Regions from separate parts of the Anas platyrhynchos genome. Here region 2 is linked to region 1. The links are chromatin contacts, called in public Hi-C maps. All regions are on one chromosome and are shown on one strand. Each heading gives the region's core, a stretch centred on a gene start, on an enhancer-like site or on the middle of the called end of the contact. The rest is flanking DNA. Distances are from core to core; before and after follow the strand shown. Region 1 holds the start of ADAM17 (ADAM metallopeptidase domain 17). Region 2 holds the start of TAF1B (TATA-box binding protein associated factor, RNA polymerase I subunit B).

Region 1 (5,316 bases), core at 1,317-3,816:
AACCTTCACCAAATACTAACAATGACGAACACTAGTTTCGTTGTCACTACTTAGGAAAGGAGATTTTGCAATCAGGCTGGAATTTCAGCTTGCTGAAATCTCAACTCTGTACTGAGTGGAGGTCAAAAATTAGGAAAGTCACTAAAATTAAGATACAAGCAGAGGAAAAGGATAAATACTATGGATGTAGTATATATTTAAAAATACAGAAGGAAGCAACAAGAATAAGCACAAATATGAAAAAATATTTCACACAAGACTAAACAAAATACAACCTTTAATTTGAACTAAAAACAAACAAAAAAAGCTTGGTGGGTAACGTATTGAAGGAAATACTTATGAAAGGTATAAAACTCAACAATAAATCCTTTCAAAGAGGATTTGAGGGAATTTCAATAATCTTAGTGTAAAAAGCCAGAAACTTTTTAGAAATTCTGAAACCCAGTGAGTTGGGTATAAAAGCAGCACTCAGAGATGATAAGGCCATAGTGGAAATCCTAAGAGAACTTCCTGTGTTTGTGCTCTACTGCTGAACACTTCATCATGGGTCTTCTCAAAAAATCCACTTCAAACTGAAATGTTGACTTTAAAAAGGTTTTTGAATTAAGAGTAGACAAAATGAACAATAACAGACTTGCAAGACTAGACAGTGTTCATCCAAGAAACTCAAGGATGCAATAACTGAAATTCTAACTGTGATGTAACTTCTTGCCTAAAACTTTCTTGGCATCTAAGGAGTGGATTGTATCAAATGTTACATCATACAAAAACTGATACCTGCACTACAGGTATTAGTAGCAACTAGAATTAATGCATACATGAGCAGGTAGGGGAAAAACCCATAGGGTTTTTCTAGGGAAAAGTCAATACGGGTTTTGTCAACATTGCTTTTGTAAAGAGAAATCTTGTGTTCAAGCTTGGTATGGAATTTTCTGAAAATGTCAACAAGTGCTTGGATAAGGGAGATGGGAGAGATACAGTTTGCTTAGGTTTCTGAAAGAGTTTCAACACTTTTTTTTTTTTTTTTTTTTTAACCTAAGGCTCTTAAGGAGACTTAGCATGCATGGAATAAGAGAAAATCCTTGCATGGAGCAAAATGTGGTTACAAGATAGGAAACAGACTAAGTAAAGTAATTTTTCACAGTGAAAGTAAGTCACCAATAATCCTTCATATCTGTGTCCTTATATGTAAATAATTTGAATATGGAGGTGAAGAATGAAAAGACAAATCCTCCTCATACCACATTGTTCATGGAAGAAAAGAAGAGGTGTGGCTGAGAAGAATTACAAAAAGACCTTAAATACTCAGGGCTCAATTACCCACACTCACGCCCTTGCACATGGGAGACATCTTAATGGTTCTTGCAGGGGATCTGATGGAGTCCCACGCCCTTCTGAAGCCTCAGTGAGATACCCTGGGTCACCTGAAGTAGAGCTAGACACCTAGATCTGGGCAACTGAACTGGGCCTTCAGTGACTGGCAATAAAGTGATTTTCAGTGACGCAAGTGGGGAAAAATGTTCAAAATTATGAGTAATTATGACTGAGCGGACCCCTGCACTTCAGGAGTGTAATCTTGGAAATTTAATAGGTATATTTAGGACGACGGCAGCTCAGTGCCTAGCAGTATTCAACAATGTCTTAAACGTTAGAAATATTTAGGAAATACTTTGAGAACACACAGAATAGTTATGCCACTTTCTAAATCCAATGTATGTTTGTAACGTGAACACTGTATGCATTTTCAACGCTACCATCTCAAACAGCACATGCTAGAACTGGAAAAGTTCATAGAATAGTAGCCGAAAAGTGACACAAGGTGTCAGGTTGAAAGCAAAGAAAGTGATTCTTCCTGCATTGACTACACTGCGGAGCGCCCTACTGCAGGATGTTGCATGTACTGCAAGTTCACAGGGAGCAGAGAGTCATCTGGATGAATTTCTGGAGGATGTATACATTGCGAGCTGCCAAGCAAGATGCTACCCCTGATTTTGGGAATCAACAGATGTAAATTGTTGGAAACTCCAAGCATATTCCCAGGAGGCTTCACCAGCTGTTTATTATCTTCCGATCACTAGAGACAAAAACAAACAAAAACATGAGACAAACACTCGTTTTAAGCAGTATGGTTGTCCTTGTGAAAAAATGAGTAATTATATGCCATGGTTATGTAAGTGTTTCAGGTTAATTAACGTACAGTGTGGCAAGAAGCAGGGTAGGTGATATTTTTCTTCATTTCTGCCAAGTGCATCAGCTAAAAATAGAAGGCCAGGGCAGCATTAACTGGTGCACCACAGCATAGCCATAACCCACACACCGCCTTCGTGCACCTTTATTAGCACAGCTGCTGTTTGCAAATATACAACCCACAGACCCATGCTAGTAGTGAGCACTGCAAACAACCCTCGGGAGCACACAAAACTAGAAAAGCCCTTCAGGTTCACCAAAAAGCACTAATACTATCTCCGAGGAGCCCTAAGGCAGGAGGGATGAGGTATTTGTGAGGGAGCGAGCGCGCTCCCGCCCCCCGGCCCCTCTCCCCGCCCTGCTCCCTAAGATGGCGGCGCCGCCCGCCCCACAATGCTCCGCGCGGGCTTCCGGCTGCGAGCCCAGGATGGCGGCGGGACCCGGCGCGGCCTGAAGGGGCCGTGAGGGGCTGGGTGCGAGGGGAGCCCGGCGGGGAGCCATGGGGCTCCGGCTGCGCCTGGGGCTGCTCCCTGCCCTGCTGCTGCTGCTGCTGGCGGCAACGGGCGAGCTGCAGGCGCTGGGGCGCCCTCCGCAGAGGCAGCGCTACGGTAAGGGGCGGGCGGGACCTCGGGGTCGGGGTCGGGGTCGGGGTTGGGGTTGGGGTCGGGGTCGGGGGGGGTGCGGGACCCGTCGGGCACACAGCGTGAGGGGCTGTGCCCAGCAGGGGCGTTGAGCACGGAGAGGGGCTCCAGATCGCTTGCTCCGACCGCCGGTGTCACCGCTGCGCCGTGTCCCCAAGCACTGGGTCTCCCTGAGCCTCCCCCTGAGCACCCCCAGGGACGGGGACGCCACCGCCTCCCCGTGTCACCCATCCCAGCGCCTGGCCACAGAAACATCTCCTCGTTTCCAACCTGAACCTCCCCTGGCGCAACTTGAGGCCATTCCCTCTAGTCCTATCACTGGTTACCTGTGAGCAGAGGCCGACCCCCAGCTCCCCACCCCTTCCTTTCAGGTAGCTGCAGAGAGCAACAAGATCTGCCCTGAGCCTCCTCTTCTCCAGCCCAAACACCCCCAGCTCCCTCAGCTGCTCCTCACAGGACTTGTGCTCCAGGCCCTTCACCAGCTTCGTAGCCCTTCTCTGGACACACTCCAGGGCCTTGACATCCTTCTTGTATCATCCCAAAACTGACCACAGCACTTAGTGCAGCCCCACCAGAGCAGAGCTCAGGGGGACGATCACCTCCCTGCTCCTGCTGGCTGCACTGTTCCATAGCTGAAGGTGTCACTGATGCGTGGTGCTTGGGGCCTGTCGGCCTCTTTGGGGAGGTGATGACCGTGTTATCTTCATGCTGGTGGTCTGCTGAAGAGCTTTCCTTGCAGGAGTCTGCGTTATGCTAGAGCAGGATGATCAGGTAAAAGGCTGCTCTTCGTAGCTCTGGTTGAAGAGTCACCATTGCAGAGAGAGCCTGAAGCTGTTGGGGCTGGATGTGACTTCCAGAAAGCTGAACATAGCCTTCCTATTTTACTTCTGTAACCTTACTTTTGCACCTGAGCATTTATTTTAAGCTGCAAACTTCTGTCTGGTGAGCAAAAGGCTCTCTGAACTGGCAGACGTGTCTGTGAGAGGCAGCGGTTGCTTGTTACCCCGTCAGATGTGATGTCTCCAGGTGGTGCTGCCCACGGTGACTGCTTCAAGTCCCCTCTCTTTGTTTCTCTCTCTTTGACAGATATCATGTCAGTCATGCAGGCTGTACCTTGGTCCCACTCTCCCCCACCTCAGGCTGACTTTTTGTTCTGTGCAGGCCACAGCAATTAGTCACTGCAGGAAGCAGGTAGGGGTAGGAAGCAGTGGATGTTCCAGGAAGTGCGACAAACACAACAAATGCAGCTTATCCCTCCAACTGCAGGCAGGCCTAGGGATTTCTTCAAGCAGAGTTTGCATTTTGGACCATGAGATTTCGTGCCTTCTAAGGGACCCACTTGAGCTTTATCTGATGCCTTTTGTATTTTTGGCCTCTGTACCACCACGCCTGGACTAAGAGTTTGTCAGTTTTATTAAGTAATGCATGGAGGAAAATATCCTTTCTTCCGTTTGTTTCCGAACATTGTCTGTTTCTGTGGTTTCTGTTGCCAACAGTGGTGAATGTGGAGCACAATTATTCATTTCCTTCACGCTCTTCTTTCAAGTGGGAAAATCTCGGTCTGTGTAATAATTCTTAGTATGAGGAAAAAGTTCATGACTTAATTGGTCTTTGTTACCTTTGTGTGCGCACCTTCTGTTTGTGCTGGGTTTTTAGTTATTTGAGATACATGACTCGGACTGCAGGTAGTATTCGTGATACAAAGCTACCGTGGATTTACAGTGATGAAGTGTAGTGATGAATGCTTTTGGTTTTGTTTTCTTTCTGAGTAATTTTCTGGCCTCTCTGCTTGCTGTTGAATCATCACTCCAAGATAATTTTTTTTCAACCATGCTGAAATGCTTGTCACAAACATAGTGAGGATTTTTTTTTTCTTGTGGGTTTTTTCACACTTGCTCCACCCTGATTTTCTTGAAGGATTTTGTTGTTCTCTCCTTCAGTAAATTAAATCCATAGAAGCATTTTTTGAGGGAGCTTGTCTAAAATTTGTTAAAATAAGGGTATGCTTGATTAATAATGTTACTTATCCACACACTTCATCCTTTCAGACAGCAAATAAACAGCCACTGATTCCATACAGAGGAAGACTGACAGTTCCCTACTGTCTTCTTTAGCCACAAGTCAAGTAATTCACACTTTGCTGTTGTTATTGCCAGTGTGGCAGGGCAGGTGAGTGGATTTACGATTAAGCCCCTGTGTGGTACCTGGAGGCTTCTGGAAGTTGGTGCTGCTCTTACACCTTTCAGTCCACCAGGAGCAGCATTAGGAGTTGACCAGTTTTATCTGAAAAAGTGCTTTATAACTCTTGAGTTAATACATTCATGTTCTGTTGACTTATTGGTAATTTTATTGGTTTATTCTAAAGCCCCTTTTCTTGAGTCTTTAACTGGAGGCAGTTCTTTAGATTCATCCTGTCAAGACAAGCTTTTGGGAAACCTTAGCCTCCTCTGTGGTGAATGCAGAGGTGAATTATTCCTTTGGTACTGGC
Region 2 (5,316 bases), core at 1,132-3,631, 140 kb before region 1:
TTAGCCCATCAGAGATAAAAATAACCCCACACTTCAGTCAGCATTGAAATGCATTTTTGCTCTTTGAAAGTGACCACAACAGTAAAACGACTACCCAGCCATCACAGCATGAGTTCATAGCTACAGCAGCAGCCTCACCATAACACACACAGCATATCACCGTATGTAATGACTAGTGTACTTCTCAGCCATGAAATTAGAAGCGTAGAAGTGACTTAGGATAGAAGATGTAACGCTGCACTACCTTACTCTAGGTATTTAACTGGATGAAGTCTCATCCACATCGGTTTCTGTGTAGCTCACAGGGCCAATTACCTTCAACGCAAGCTGAGCTAACATTCTTTAAGTCAGAGCACCATCACACCTCCCTTACAAAGAGAGATGACTTTTCTCTTTTGTGATAGTCATACAAGGAAGAACCAAAGGGATCACCACATCTGAATGAATGCCATAGGTATCTTCAGTGAGTATTGCCTTGCACAAATCAAAGTGTTGGTAAGTAATGCACAGCTCTGCTCAACGCAAAAAATCCACCACCAGCTTCACAGAGGCACCTGTGCCACTGAAGCTGGGGCTGCTGAAGGTTTTCACAGCATCTGGGGGATGTGTTATGTTCCTGCTCTTGGCCTTTTCTAGCTCTCTGCTTTTAGCCACTGTCAAAGACAATGTGTTAAGCAAACCTTGACTGAACTGACCCAGTACATTCATTCTTAAGCAGAATGCATTCTTAAGCACATACATACCGCTTTTCCCTCGATTTCTTGAACCTTTGGAGATTGTCTGTATTCTTGCATTACAAGTAACTTCAGTGTTTACAACATCTCTAGTTCTCTGCAAAACAGTAATGGATGTTAGCAAGAAAAAGCCAGGCCTAACTTGTGTCAATTGCTCCACCATACAATAAAATGGAGGAATTGGTTCAATTCTCCTAAACTAAAAACAAATAGACATTTTTAATTCAGAAATACCAAAAATAGAGAATGACTATTCTGGATATAGAGGTGATGTGCATCAGAGTTTGCCTACACCAGCACTGAACTGAAGTGCAGCAATATCCAAGCAATACTTTAAAGGCATCCAGACATCGTACCAGCACTATGGCTACAGCAGCACCATGTCCAACACTGGCTTGTTTTAAACTTTATGCCTTGAAGGAACAGAATTGTTTGCAACAGTGTTAACTCAAGCATTAAAAAGGAAGAATCATGATAATGCCTTCAACTTCTAATGTCAAGGAGAAAAACAAACAAACATTTTCTTACATAAAACAATCAAATAAAGAAACAAAACAACCAAAATAAACCTATTTGAAGGTCAATAGCTTCAGTTTTTACCTCAGTAACATTGTGGCAAGTTCTGCAATAAAACCTGCCTCCGTCAGTAAGGCCCCAGTTTACATCTGAACACTGCGCGCAGCGTTCATTGAAATCTCTCTAAAAAGAAAAAAAAATAGTTTCACATGCATCCAAATACAACAAGTAACGCTATTACTAGGCTACTGCAGAGCTTTAGAAATTATTTATGGACAAGTAAACACGTGTCCTTTATCTTAGCTTGTGGAGATAACAAGTAATATTTGCTGTTAGCTGTAGGTAACTGAACAAGAAGGTGGCAAGATACTTTGTGAATTTTAGTATAAGGGGGATAATAGTTCACACCACACTGGGTATGGCATGAAAAACGAGCAAAAAACACCTACATGAAATGAAAAGGGAGTTAAATAAGACAAAAAGCAGATGCTGAGAGGTGAAAGTAAAACTAAGCTTGCAGCAACGTAAAGAACCATGTGGAGGAAAGAGTGCACGACTGGGCGGAGAGTTGTGCTCAGGGGGAAGGGTTACTCAGAGAAACTGGGGGAAGAAGGGAAAATGGGGGGAGAAGGAGGACAGAGGGAAACCCTTAGAAAAATGGAGAAAACGGCGGGGCTGCGGCAGCCCCACATGCGCGGGCTGGGGCCGAGGAGCTCCCCGAGAGGGGTCTGCTGGGGCTGAGGGGACCCCAGTGGGGCTGAGGGGAGCCTAAAGGGGCTGAGGGGACCCTAAAGGGGCTGAGGGGACCCTAAAGGGGCCGAGGGGACCCCAATAGGACTGAGGGGACCCCGCCCGGCCCTCGCCCGCCGCCCCCATCCCCGCGGCGCCTCCGCCCTCCCCCGCCGCCCGCAGCCCCCGAGGGCCCGGCGGGGAAGCGCCGCCATCCCCGGGCGCAGCAGCCGCCCCCGCGGCTCCCGGAGCCGCACCGCCTCCTCCTCGTCCATGCCGGCAGCCGCCGCGGAGCCGCCCCGGGGCTCCCACCATGGCAACCGCACTGAGCCGCCCCGCCGCGGCCCGGCTCGGAAACGCCAGCCCCGGTGCTTGCGTTCCGGCCCCGCTGCTCGGCCGGGAGCCTCCTGTGGGGCTGTTTCGGGGTTGTGGTCCCCGACATGGCTCCGTGGTGTTGGTCATGGCTGGTGGCGGCTGTCTGCAGCCCTCCCGCTTGCCCCAGTGCCCGGGGTCCCGTCCCGCCGCCATCCCGCAGCGGGATGGGGTGAGGGCTACGAGGGCGTGATGGAAAGGCTCGCCAAGGGGCACACAGGGTCCCCGGGGGGAGAGAAGGACACTGAGGGGACATGGGGGGGGTCCCCGCTGAGGGGACGTGGATGTGCCATCGCTGTGGGGACACGGGGTGCTTCGCTGAGGTGATGTGCATGGAGGCTTCACCCCTGAAGGGACATGGGGGCTTCACCTCTGAGGGGACACAGGGTGCTTCACTTAAGGGACATGGAGGCTTCACCTGTGAGGAGACGTGGCACACTTTGCTGAGGTGGCATGTATAGATGCTTCACCTCTGAAGCGACAAGGAGGCTTCACCTCTGAGGGGACACAGGGTGCTTCACTGGGGTGATATGTACGGTTGCTTCACCTCAGAGGAGGCATAGAGGCTTCACCTCCAAGGGGACATAATGTGCTTCGCTGAGGTGACGTGGGGACTTCACCTCCAAGAGGACACAGTACACTCACTGAGGTGATATGCATGGATGCTTCACCTCAGAGGGGACAGGGGCTTCACCTCAGAGGGGACATGGGGTGTTTCACTTAGGGGACATGGAGGCTTCAGTTCTGAGGGGACACAGAGTACTTCACTGAGGTGATATGTATGGGTACTTCACCTCAGAAGGGGCGTGGAGGCTTCACCTCCAAGGGGACATAGGGTGCTTCATAGGGTGCTTCACTGAGGTGGCATGGGGACTTCACCTTCAAGGGGACATGGGGTGTTTCACTGAGGTGACATGTATGAATGCTTCACCTCTGAGGGGACATGGGGGCTTCACTGAAGAAATATGGAGTCTTCACCTTCGAGGGAACATGGTGCACTTCCAATGGAGACACAAGCTCCTCTACCCCCAGGCCACCACAGTGCCTCTTCGCTGAGTGTCCTCAAATCCTCCTGCTCGTGTACATGCACCGTGTCCCCCGGAGGCCCTGCCGAAGCTGTTGAAGGAGACTATTACTGCCTTTACAAAAGGAGACCAGAAGAACTCATTTAACTATGTAAAGCGCTTGGGGATCCTTGAATGAGGGAAAAGATGATCTGAAATTCACCTTCATTGAAAAAAAAAAAAAAAAAAAGAACCACCACCAAACCCCCAGATCTTGATGTAGGTCTCTAATTTCTGGTACGCTAATAATAATGTTTACAGATGTCTAAACACACTGAGATCTGTTATTGCAATGAATTTGCCCACAAAATTGGAGAACAGGTTTATGCCCCTTTAAAAAAAAAAAAAATCCTTTAAGTGAAAGCATGGGAAAAAATTAAAGCTAAAATATACATAGAAAGAGGTGAGGCTCCCTTGACAGCTGTGGTTACATTGATGTTGGAGGAGATGTACAGAGCTAGAGGGGAACTGTTTATGTTCAAGACAAAAAGTTATTACTCATACCAACTGTGATCTTTTTTTCAGTGTGGGATGAACATTTGTAACACCCATTAAAAGGAATTATGCATATAATTCCTGACATGGTAAAGAGGTGATTGTCAGCCTCACAGAAACGGAGCTAATATTCTGATGAAACAGATCCTACTTGTGATTTTAATTTCCATGTTTTTTTGTTTGTGAAAATGCAGTTCTGGGAAAGCCAGGCCATTTCATGCGTTGGATCTTCTTGTAATGAATTTCTAAGATGAAAAGCTATCTTGAAAATCTTCAGAGCAGCTGTATTGCGATACAACAGGCATTGCTCCTGCTAAGGGCTGTGCTAGTGTCTGATGATGCTGTGAGCGGGCCACGGGCCATTAAATCAGTGGATTTAACTCAATTGAAGAACTTGCTTAAATTAAACATGGAAGTGACTGCCTTGATGCTTTCAGAAGGCAGGACCTCAGAGGTAGGACTTCTGTTTTCTAATTACAGCTGGTCAAAAAAAAAAAGTTAGAGGAAACATAGTCACAGGACTCTGCCAATTGTTCAAAATAAGAACATTTCATTTCCAGAGGCAACAGCTGAAGATAAAGAAGAAAAGAAGGAAAATGTGACGGACTGCGTGGGGACCAATATTAGTGTAGTTCTGGGCATACCAGTGTAATGGACAAGCACTTACTCTGCAGGTGAAGTAAAGATATGAAAAGCTACCAAACTTTTTAAGGAATGTTGTACAAAAGTAATATTGGTGGTCCTAGTTATCTGTTCATATCTAGGCTCTAAATAACTGCAAAGCTTCTATTAGTATTTCCTAAGACCATCAACTAACTAGTGCAGACTAGTAATCTGGTAGCAAAAAGTCAAAGCATAATAGGGGTAGCACGTCTTCTATCTATTTCTTAAATATTTTTTGAAATGACATGCTTAAAACCGGTTTTTCAGCATATAAAATGATGTGTAACCTTTGTCCCTAATTACAAGTTACCCAAGCATACTGATAGGGGTATGATAATTTCAAAGCCAGGAGACAGACTGTCTTCCTGCTTCAGCTCACTTTTCTAATTAAGATCATTATGCATAGTAGTCAGATTGATTCAAGGCTCAGATAAATAATATGTCCTGTTGTTTCCATTGATTTGAATTTTTAATGAACCGGCTTCCACTGCTGATATCACATTTCTGTCTCTTGACTGCAGACTTTCCACATGTGAAAACGCAAAAATTACATCTCGAAGTGGAAGACGTGTCCTTTGGCCTATCCTTCAGGATATTGCTCACGAAATTGTACTGGCTCCAGGATAAGAACTTCTGCATCAGGGTTTCTCCCAAGAGTCCAATATAAACTTTACCCATTGTCAGACACCTACTACAAAGAGTAGGAGCAGAAATGCAACCTCAGCTGCTCTAAAGACTGTGAA

The links. Hi-C and Micro-C count contacts between places; a contact is called where the count stands out from the background.
Region 2: a Hi-C map of F1 follicle shows a contact between it and region 1, with 3 times the contacts expected there. The contact joins the promoter of TAF1B here to the promoter of ADAM17 in region 1. A contact is called at or near these places in 2 of 8 Hi-C or Micro-C datasets (F1 follicle and subcutaneous adipose tissue).

Annotation. Positions count from the first base shown.
Region 1 is chr3:104,955,492-104,960,807 of IASCAAS_PekinDuck_T2T, reverse strand. ADAM17 (ADAM metallopeptidase domain 17) reads left to right here and starts at 2,566. Exons shown (of 19, transcript XM_038177651.2): 1 at 2,566-2,795. The coding sequence starts at 2,687. It overlaps LOC106015289 (a long non-coding RNA gene), which reads right to left and starts at 2,642. Exons shown (of 4, transcript XR_002399529.4): 1 at 2,331-2,642; 2 at 2,198-2,254; 3 at 1-2,074.
Region 2 is chr3:105,093,669-105,098,984 of IASCAAS_PekinDuck_T2T, reverse strand. TAF1B (TATA-box binding protein associated factor, RNA polymerase I subunit B) reads right to left here and starts at 2,381. Exons shown (of 15, transcript XM_027455216.3): 1 at 2,237-2,381; 2 at 1,335-1,433; 3 at 744-831. The coding sequence starts at 2,254. LOC106015296 (a long non-coding RNA gene) reads left to right here and starts at 2,531. Exons shown (of 6, transcript XR_011808560.1): 1 at 2,531-4,364; 2 at 4,471-4,584; 3 at 5,095-5,316.